Linked DNA regions of Mus musculus: all the other regions are linked to region 3. The links are chromatin contacts, called in public ChIA-PET and HiChIP or PLAC-seq maps. All regions are on one chromosome and are shown on one strand. The core of a region is the stretch at or near the end of the contact, and the rest is flanking DNA. Distances in the headings are between cores, read along the strand shown.

Region 1 (3,094 bases), core at 26-2,525, 420 kb after region 3:
GCATGGCCCGCATCCTGAGCTCACTCCTCAGCATCACGCAAAGCACATGGAGTGCTTGGAGCCCAGTACTCAGGACAGGAAGGCAGGAAGGAGGCTGAGAAACTCAAGGTCATCCCCAGCCACGCTGAGTCTGAGGCCAGCTGAGGCCTCTGAGACGCTGTCTCTTTAAAAAAGAAAAGAAAAAAGCTAAGCAAGCTGACTGTGGAAACACTCAGTTAATCCCAGGGCACTGCTCTCCAGCTGCGCATCAGGAGCAGGCCTCTCAGCCTCTCAGCATCTCTAGGCCCGAGCTGCCTCCAGCCAGCTGTGGAGAGAGTTTCTATGCACCTGCTTTACCCGGGGTGGAGGCAGAGCACACTCAAAACCACAAGCTCTCCCCTGTGCAGACACAGGAGGGACACAGAGGTGCAGCGACTACAGTCACCAGTTTCTCAGTGGGATTCCAGTATTTCTTATCTCGTCCCAGTGAAAAGACATAATTTGGGCTGGAGAGATGGCTCAGCGGTTAAGAGAACTGACTGCTCTTCCAGAGGTCCTGAGTTCAATTCCCAGCAGCCACACGGTGGCTCACAACCATCTGTAATGGGAGCCAATGCCCTCTTCTGGTGTGTCTGAAAACGGACTCAATGTACTCATATAAATAAAATAAATAAATCTTTGAAAGAAAGAGAGAGGGGGGGGGAGAAAGAAAGAGCAAACGAAAGAAAGAACCCACTTTAATGTAAAGAATCAGTACTGTCCAGCAGTATACTTCCTTATACTCTGAGGCGGACTGATGCCTACGACAGGGAAAATGTGGGTGCTGTGCCTGCCAGGGGCGCTGTCAGAACCTGCTCTATGGCTTGCTGTGCAGTCAGCTCTCCTTCCTAAAAGCCTCCAGCTACTCAACGTTACAAAACGGCCACACAAAAGATCTTCTGGGAGCTGATGAAATTAAATCCTGAGCCTGAGAAAGGCCAGAGCCTTGGAGCTCCTCCTCAGGAAACACCCGATGACTCGGGGTGAAAACCTCAAGCCACCATTTCATGCCCCCTCGGAATCAAATGGTCCTTGTGAAAGCCCCCAGTGGGGCGTTCAATAGCCAGAGCAGGAACAATGAAGGGAGGCATACACAGCCTGGCGGCTTCCACTTCCACTTCACCTGTGTGAAGACGAGGAGGGTCGGATGCTCAGATGACTGATCCATGTCCGCAGGTGGCTGAGAACTCTCTCAGGTTTGAGTGTAATTATTTTTAGCACTCAGCCAAACAACCTTATTAGGTCTGACACCTCAGCTTCCTTTCTCCTCTGGGGCTGCCACTGAAGGCACCGTGCATGCTCGAGCCCTGCTCTACTACCAAGCTGCAGCCCCAGCTGCAAGACCCATTTTTTTTTTTCTTTTGCCTTTTCGAGACAAGGTTTCTCTGTGTAGCCCTGGCTGTCTGATGTCCTTGAACTCAGAAATTCACCTGCCTCTGCCTCTGCCTCCCGAGTGCTAGAGTTAAAGGTGTGCACCACCACGCCCGGCTCATTTTTTTTATTTTTTTATTTTTATTTTTTTAAGGCAAGGACTCATTGTGTAGCCCTGGCTGGCCTGAAACTTTCTCTGTAGGCCAGGCTGGTCTCCGACTCAGAGATCCACCTGCTTCTACTGCCCAAATGCTGGAATTAAAAGGTACCATGACAGCAACCCTTTGGATTCTTAAGAACTTACTAATGTATTTAAGGGTTTCTGAGGACACTTATGTCAACAATAAAGGCTTGCCCTCTAGAGTATTTTTTGCTTTGTAAACTTTTTTTTTTAATTGGGTATTTATTTCTTTTTTTTCCCCAAAGATTTATTTATTTTATGTTATGTTTATGAGTACTCTATAGCTGTACAGATGGTTGTGAGCCATCATGTGGTTGCTGGGATTTGAACTCAGGACCTTCGGAAGAACAGTCAGTGCTCTTAACTGCTGAGCCATCTCACCAGCCCGGGTATTTATTTCATTTACATTTCCAATGCTATTCCAAAAGTCCCCCACATGCTCCCCCACCCACTCTCCTACCCACCCACTCCCACTTCTTGGCCCTGGCGTTCCCCTGTACTGAGTCATATAAAGTTTGCACGACCAATGGGCCTCTCTTTCCACTGATGGCCGACTAGGCCATCTTCTGATTCATATGCAGCTAGAGACACGAGCTCCGGGGGTGGGGGTGGGGAGGTATACTGGTTAGTTCAGATCCCTTCAGCTCCTTGGGTACTTTCTCTAGCTCCTCCATTGGGGGCCCTGTGATCCACTTTGTAAACTTTTTAACAATTGCTGAATTAGAAAGCAAAGACAAGCTAGGGAGATGTCTCAGTGGTTAAGAGCACCTTAGCTCTTCCAGGGGGATGGCGTTTCATCCCCAGCACCCACATGGAGTGGCTGCCAACATCTGTGTCCCTCCAGCTCCAAGGGATTCAGCATCTTCCCCTGGACACCACAAGCATGCATGTACATGACATTCACTAAAAGTAAAAGCACATTCTAACCACTGTGTTTACTGTTATACCCAACCAGGGTTCTGTAGATCAGTCTGCTAGATCTGCTCCAATTTAGTTGCAAACGCTGTGGAGGGGTGTGGGTTAGGTCAGGGCGGTCTGTGTGCACCAAATATGGTGACAAAGGATCGTTTCAGTGGGCTTTAGAAGCGACAATAATCCCAGCATTATAAGTAAACCTCAATTATGTCCTTAAATTTACTATCGCTGTTACCTTGGGTAAATGGGAAGGAAAGAAATGCCCCCCCCAATCTTTTAGGCAGCAAAAGAGAGAGAGAGAGAGAGAGAGAGAGAGAGAGAGAGAGAGAGAGAGAAAAGAAAGAAGGAAAGAAAAGAAAAGAAGAGAAGAGAAGAGAAGAGAAGAGAAGAGAAGAGAAGAGAAGAGAAAAAAGAAAAGAAAAGAAAAGAAAAGAAAAGAAAAGAAAAGAAAAGAAAAGAAAAGAAAAGAAAACAAGAAGAAAAAGCAGGACATCTGCGCTGTAACTGGCTGCTCTAGGCCCAAGTAAATGCCCAGGTCGGGGAAACGATGCCCACAGAAAGTGCTGGACACTGTCTAGGAAATGCTTTCCACTCACAGGCTATGTGATT
Region 2 (3,368 bases), core at 595-3,094, 330 kb before region 3:
CTAAACCCAGGACCTCTGCAAGACAGTCCTATACCTGCTGAGCCATCTCTCCAGCCTTTCATTTAGTTATCTTATATTAAGATCTGAATCTTTGTGTCCCCCCAACATTTTACAACCCTAGATCCTTCAAGGTTGTAGTAGTATAATGTAGGCAGCCTTTGGGAGATTAAAAAACAATATCTACTTCATAATTTGTCAGGGTCCAGGGCAAAATATAAGTGAGCAAGTCCATGAAACCAGTCTGTCCCACGTATTCTACTACAAAGTGGATTTTTTGGATACATTTAAGAGCTTCCTTTTCAATTATTTTTCTGTGCTATTCTTGAAGTTTATTCTCTTGGCCTAACACTCTTATAAACCCCTCTTCCTCAAGGCATATATAACTGAGGGAGACGGGACCTGAGCAACTTCTTCAGGGAGTCCAAGAATCCCTACCCTTCCAGCGTTTTAGAACAGTGATTAGGAGTCATACCTCTCATCAGCCTCAAGAGATTCTGGCCCAAGAATGTACCATTTCAAGACTTTCTTGGGGAGTTGGGGTGGAGAGGAGGCTCAGCGGGTAAGAGGAGATCCGCCACCAGGCCCAAGGCTCTGAGTTCAAACACTGAGACTTGCATGTTGGAAAGAGAGAGCTCTGTAGACTTGTGTACTGAATGTCACGCTCATACCACTACATGGGTGCAACTTACACATGCACACAGACACGGATGAATAAATCGTAAACCCGTAAATAATCTTCCTTAGAGAGTTTTACTAACTTCTCCCTTTTGAAGTAGGCGATTTTGGTCTAACAGTCGCTTCCTGCCTCATTCCCTACCACCCCTCAATGTTCAGGAACACACATGGTCTCTCACCCTCCACTTTGGTCCTAATCTCCTCTTCTGGCATCTAGACTTCCTCTCCCCAAGTCCAGCACGACTGTATTGACTGGACAGTCTCTGAAGTGCACAGACGTCACCCAGCAGATGTCAAGGTGCTCCCACAGCTACCTCCAAGACTGCCTCTACATCTGAACCACGTGACCTTCCCACAAGAACCCTTTAAGAACTGGGGCTGAACTACAGGCTTCTTGGTGTCCCCAGCCATCAGAACAGTCTTCATATATTGAACACTATCCGCTTTCCATACTTGTTTATGGAAACAAATGAACCAACCACCTTCAGGACACAAAAGCCACACATAATTCTATGCAGACTTCTTTGCTAGCCTTTATGCAATAAATCTGCCTAACAGACAAGAACCACTTACTAATAATTCTTGGTAATCTCTCCGAACACTCGGAGGCATCCGAAGTGAGTTCTGCTTTGAGCCCTGGCCTCTCAGCTCCCTGTGTAGCTGAGGATCTTGAACTCCCGAGTGATTCTCCTCCCTCTGAGCCCGAGCTACCGTGCATGATTCCTAAAATGCTTCGTGATGTTTCAAGCATTCTTAAAAAAAAAGGCTAAGAAATGATTAGGGATAAATCCAAAACTAAACTTTTCCGCCTGAGAATCCTGGCGTTCGGGAAGCTGAAGGAAGAAGATTGGGGTTCGAGGCCTGCCTGGACTGATACATTGTACTAGTCCCAGAAACACAAAATTGAAAGAAAAAACAGTTCCTTCACGTAGACATGGGTAATTATGTAAGAATCTTTAAATTAGAAAAATAATTTCTGTGTCCACAGTCCAGTCTTCACGTGACTAGGAAGGGCGGCACTGGAGGAGTCACGAACCCTAGCCGCACACTCAGGCTCGCCCTCCGTCGGTTCCGCGTGGAAGCGCGATTCCCACCCCCATCTCCCACTCACTTCCGCGAAGAGTACCCAGAGCGCAGGCGCAACCTCGGGCCCGCCTTTCAGAGACCTCCCAGACGCGTGTTGGTGATTGCGCATGTGCAGAGGGGCTAGGACGGGTAATTCCGCGGGAGCAGGTAGGTCTCGAGAACTCCCGCGACTGGCTCCTCCCACCTAAAAAAAAATTAAGCCGGCGGGGCTCCTTCGCCGTGCGCACGCGCACTGCGTGCAGGAAGATCGCGTGTGTGAAGCGAGCCTAACGCATGCGCATTTAAAGCCCCCCGAAATTCATGACGTCAGCCACACCATCCTGTTTGTAGCCCCGTTCCCCACAATCCCGCTTTTAAAGAGCTAGAATCTAGTTCTGATTGTGGTTTTGACTTATAATTTTATTTTATTGTTATTTAAAAATTCACTATGATTCTTGGTAGAAATGTAAGTTCGCATAGTGTGGTTGGCTAAATACAACAAAATGTTTTGTTTAATATTTTTGTGTATGACTGTTTTGGGGGTGTGTTCCTTGTGCCAGGGGAATCCAGAAGAGGGAGTCAGAGCACCTGGAACTGGAGTAACAGACGGTTGTTGCCTGCCATGTGGGTGCTGGGAACAGAACCCAGGTTGTCTGGAAGAGCAGCCAATGCTCTAACCACTGAGCTGTAGATATAAGGGTCGATTCTTCCTCCCGGTCCCGTGTTCCCAGAAATAAGACTCAGACTCAAAACAGATTTCCAAATACCTTGGCCATAGAGCTAGGCTCTTCTCTGACTAGAATCATAACTTATGATAACCCACTAATTTTAATCTATATTCTGCCCCATGGCTGGTTACCTGTGCTCAGGTTCCATGCATCCTCCCAGGTGGACCTCGTGCCTGGCTCTATCCCAGAATTCTTTCTCTCTCCCAGATGTCCTACCTCCTATTTCCTGCCTAAGCCATAAGCCATCAGATTTAACTATTGACAGGTGCCACAACCATACAGTAACAGCTCTCTCCACTGAGCGGTCTCCTCAGCTTTTGGGTGGTGGTTGTTGTCGTTGTTGTTGCTTGCTTGCTTGCTTTCTTTCTTTCTTTCTTTCTTTCTTTCTTTCTTTCTTTTTTCTTTTTTCTTTTTTTTTTTGTCTTTTGAGGTAGGGTTTCCCCTGAAGGCCAGGGTGTCCTTGAATTTATACTTCTGCCTTGTTTTCCCAAGTGCTAAACTTACCACCATGCTTGGTGTAAAATGCTTTTTTAAATTGAGTACTTAGGGGGCTGGAGAGATGGCCCAGTGGTTAAGAGCACTGACTGCTCTTCCAGAGGTCCTGAGTTCAAATCCCAGCAACCACAAGGTGGCTCACAACCATCTGTAATGGGATCCAATGCCCTCTTCTGGGATATGTCTGAAGCCAGCTGTAGTGTACTCATCTAAATAAAAATAAATACATCTTTAAAATTAAGTAATACTTAAAATTAAGTATTTAGGGCTGGAAAGATGGCCCAGTGGTTAATAGTACTAGCTGCTCTTCCCAGAAACCTTCAGTCTGACTCCCAGTACTCACACATGGTAAAATCACAAGGATCAGTACTCCTGCAAATCTGATGCCCTCTCCTTGCCTCCAGT
Region 3 (2,966 bases), core at 16-2,515:
CAGTTGAAATGCTCGAGGGGTACTTTGCACCCCTGAATGCGAGCATTCCTCAGCTGTGGTGGTAGAGGTCTGTCTGGAGGCTGAACACACTTCATGTTAGCTGCTCCAACTGGGTTTCTGAGATTGTCAGCTAAGCTAATTCTCTTTGTAAATTGGCAAAAAAAAAAAAAAAAAAAACAACCAAAAACAAAAAAAAAAAAAACCCAACAACTTCAGGTTGGAATCTGCTCTTTCATGTACATTACATGGCTTACAGCTCAAGAGATGTTTCCAAGTCTCTGACTAGCCAGAACTCCGGAGAGGTTCACAAGTTCCAAAGGTTGGAGCTTCCAGGATGGGTGTCCCTCTGTGCGGCTGTGTGACAGGGACCGAGAGCCGGTGAGACCTGTGCCTGTATATTAGCAGCTGCGTTTGTTTATTGCCTGTGTATTCTAGAGACTGTAAACTTTCTTTCCTTTTCCAGAATGTCTGGTCGGTACAATGAAACATCAGTTTCCCTGTGGGCCACTTAGGCAAGACTTGTCACTCAGCTTAGGAGCAAAGCTGTAGTGTGATATCAGTGACATCAGGGTGCCATTGTAGAGCAAAGTGTCAAACCCCAGAGTGTTCCTCAGGGCAAAGGGCTTTCGGGTTTTTTTTTGTTGTTGTTGTTGTTTTTTGTTTTTTTCCTGTAGCCAGAAACCTAGAGAGCCAATAGGAACCTTTTTGACTTTCAACCAATATTGGAAGTTTGGTTGAAGTTTGGGTGTGATGACCCAGGGACACAGAAGCAAACAGGAAGTTAAAGGGGGGCTTCCAGACTGGTTTCCAGTGCTTTGGTAGTGGCTGTCTTGCCAGTCAGTCATGGGGCCCAGACAACCGACTTCTGGCCTGTGCGGAGGCCAGGCCCTCCTGGCTTCCTTCCGTATGGTTTGTTAAGCTCTTTACTGTGGTCTAGCCGCTATCCCTGCTGTCACATAAGCAGTTAGGATCCAGGTACAGACTGCAGTGTGGGGAGGGTCTGTGTGACCAAGGACTTCCTGTCACTTTTCCCTTTTTAAAATTGAAGGAGAAACAGCCCAGTAGCTCCACCCTTTCTGGCCACAGATGGCATTCCGTTAGTTTGCAATAGCCACCTTATGGTTAAAGCCAACAGGTCATACAGCTTGGTCCCAGCTCGTCTGCCTGGACGCTGAGCGGCCTGCCCGAGTAGGGTAGGCGTGATACAGAGCTCTGCAGAATTCTTGTGTTTACACAACCCCTCTGGGCAATGCCGTGGTTTCTCTCGACAGGATGTCTTAAGATTGTCGGCAATCACGCAGCCACCAGCTGCTCAGGAAGAAGGAATCGAGAGGTCTGCATGGGTAACTTTTTTTCTTAAAGAAACACCAAAGAAAGCTGTGGAAAGGAGTGACTCCCCCCCCCCCCGTCCCCCTCCCCCCACCCCCATCCTGCCCAGCTGCCGTGGAAAGTGTAAGAGGTCCAGCCATAACTAGAGCATTAGAGCACAAATAATTGTTTTTCAAAAGTATCATTAGTGAGGAGAGGAGCCGGGCAGAGTGGCTTTTCTCTGTGGGCAGATGGGCTGCCCACAATTCCTTCCATGGCTGGTTCACCCGTGATTCGCGTGTAAGCAGCTTGGCCTTGAAAGCACAAGCCTCGTTCCTCTCTTTCTGTCTTTATTGCCTCCCCCCATGCGTCTCATAGGCTCCCAGAACACCTTACAGAGCCCCTTGTTCTCCCTTGGGGCTGCATAGGCCACCTCCCAGGGTCTGGCCTTTCCAGGGGACAGAATCCTTATCCTTGAACCTTTCTAGGCGCAGGATAACATCTGTGCAAGTTGACACCAGGTTAGGCCTGCAACTCTCGCCCATCCTCCAGGGGGCGCACTTTACATTGCCAACCACAGCCTCCATTGGCTCCCAAGGTGCTAGGGAAGATTGTTGGTTTCTGTCTTCTCCAGCTCTGTGGGTTCGAGTTTCGTGGGACTTGGGACTTTTATATTTGGTGACCAGTGCCCTCCGCTTCTGTTTGACTCCCCGTGACCTCTCTACTATGCATTTCCCTTTTTATCAGGTGTATAAAGTTAAATACTGTGTATTTATCACTTACAAGAACATGAACTTAAAAAAGATGAGCTTTCGGTTGTTTTTCCACAGGTGATCAAGCTTCTGTGTAAACTTGAAATAAACAGACAGCAAAATGGTGCAAAGCCCGGGCCTCTCGGGGGTTCTTTGGTTGGTACCTGGTCCTTTGCAGCGTTTCTGCTTACACTGGTATTCCTTCCCTTAACGTTGACAGCAAGTCAGATGCCCAGAGCTCACAGCTCATCCCCCACCCCCACCCCGCCATGTAAACTGCTCCTGGGTGAGCCAGCAGCCCAAAGGTTGAAGTGTGAAGGAGGTAAGGGGCGGACTCTGTGAGGTTGGCTAGGTAAGCAGCTGGGAGTGGCTGTCATCACAGGAGACATGTCCCGAGGCCGGGCATTGTTTGAACAGGCTCCAAGCCTTACTCTCTGCCATCAGAGGGGGACAGGAGGCGAAATCTGAAAAGTCCCAATCCTTGTTTCAGAAATATGGGTGTGGTACACACGCCTGTAATCCCAGTACTTGGGAAGTGGAGGCAGGAGGATCCCAAGTTCAAGGCCATTCTGGGCTGCATAGTGAGATGCTACCTAAAAGTAAGGAACAGAGACTGAGAGCCAAGAGAAGGTTCCTGTCCAGAAGTGCCACTGGTGTGTGTGTGTGTGTGTGTGTGTGTGTGTGTGTGTGTAGAAGCCATTTCCCAGGGTTCCTCACTGCAGGCTTGAGGGGCTTCAGGGAGTCCCAGCAGCCCACGCGTGCATGTGTGAGTGAGGGATCCTGTCATCGACTCCTACCCTTCCTGGCTGTGCCCATGAGCAGAGATGCTGCCGCCGAATACAAGATGACCCCGGGTGAGCGAGGCCAACAGTACCACAAATATCATCCCTCACACCCAGCAGTGGG

What was found. ChIA-PET counts read pairs in DNA pulled down with a chosen protein or histone mark. HiChIP or PLAC-seq counts read pairs in DNA pulled down with a chosen protein or histone mark.
Region 1: an H3K27ac HiChIP or PLAC-seq map of cardiomyocytes shows a contact between it and region 3, with 3 times the contacts expected there. The contact joins two enhancer-like sites. A contact is called at or near these places in 1 of 484 Hi-C or Micro-C datasets (CD4 T cells), 1 of 115 datasets of contacts at active chromatin or transcription factors (cardiomyocytes) and 1 of 9 other capture datasets (embryonic stem cells).
Region 2: a contact with region 3 is called in an RNA polymerase II ChIA-PET map of memory CD8 T cells, with 7 read pairs. The contact joins two enhancer-like sites. A contact is called at or near these places in 2 of 484 Hi-C or Micro-C datasets (both in embryonic stem cells) and 1 of 115 datasets of contacts at active chromatin or transcription factors (memory CD8 T cells).

Annotation. Positions count from the first base shown.
Region 1 is chr5:122,309,077-122,312,170 of GRCm38.p6, reverse strand. The region is part of intron 2 of Pptc7 (PTC7 protein phosphatase homolog); the gene reads right to left. Among named protein-coding and RNA genes, the nearest start is that of Pptc7, 26 kb to the right of the region's middle. Within about 2 kb of position 1,275, at least 45 of the 459 cell types and tissues checked have an H3K27ac peak or open chromatin away from gene starts, as enhancers often do.
Region 2 is chr5:123,056,552-123,059,919 of GRCm38.p6, reverse strand. No RefSeq gene overlaps it. Among named protein-coding and RNA genes, the nearest start is that of Morn3, 11 kb to the right of the region's middle. Within about 2 kb of position 1,844, at least 361 of the 459 cell types and tissues checked have an H3K27ac peak or open chromatin away from gene starts, as enhancers often do. A contact at or near this core is called in memory CD8 T cells, where this site is marked.
Region 3 is chr5:122,730,395-122,733,360 of GRCm38.p6, reverse strand. It overlaps Camkk2 (calcium/calmodulin-dependent protein kinase kinase 2, beta), which reads left to right. Exons shown (of 17, transcript NM_001199676.1): 17 at 1-2,191. Among named protein-coding and RNA genes, the nearest start is that of P2rx4, 24 kb to the right of the region's middle. Within about 2 kb of position 1,265, at least 141 of the 459 cell types and tissues checked have an H3K27ac peak or open chromatin away from gene starts, as enhancers often do. A contact at or near this core is called in memory CD8 T cells, where this site is marked.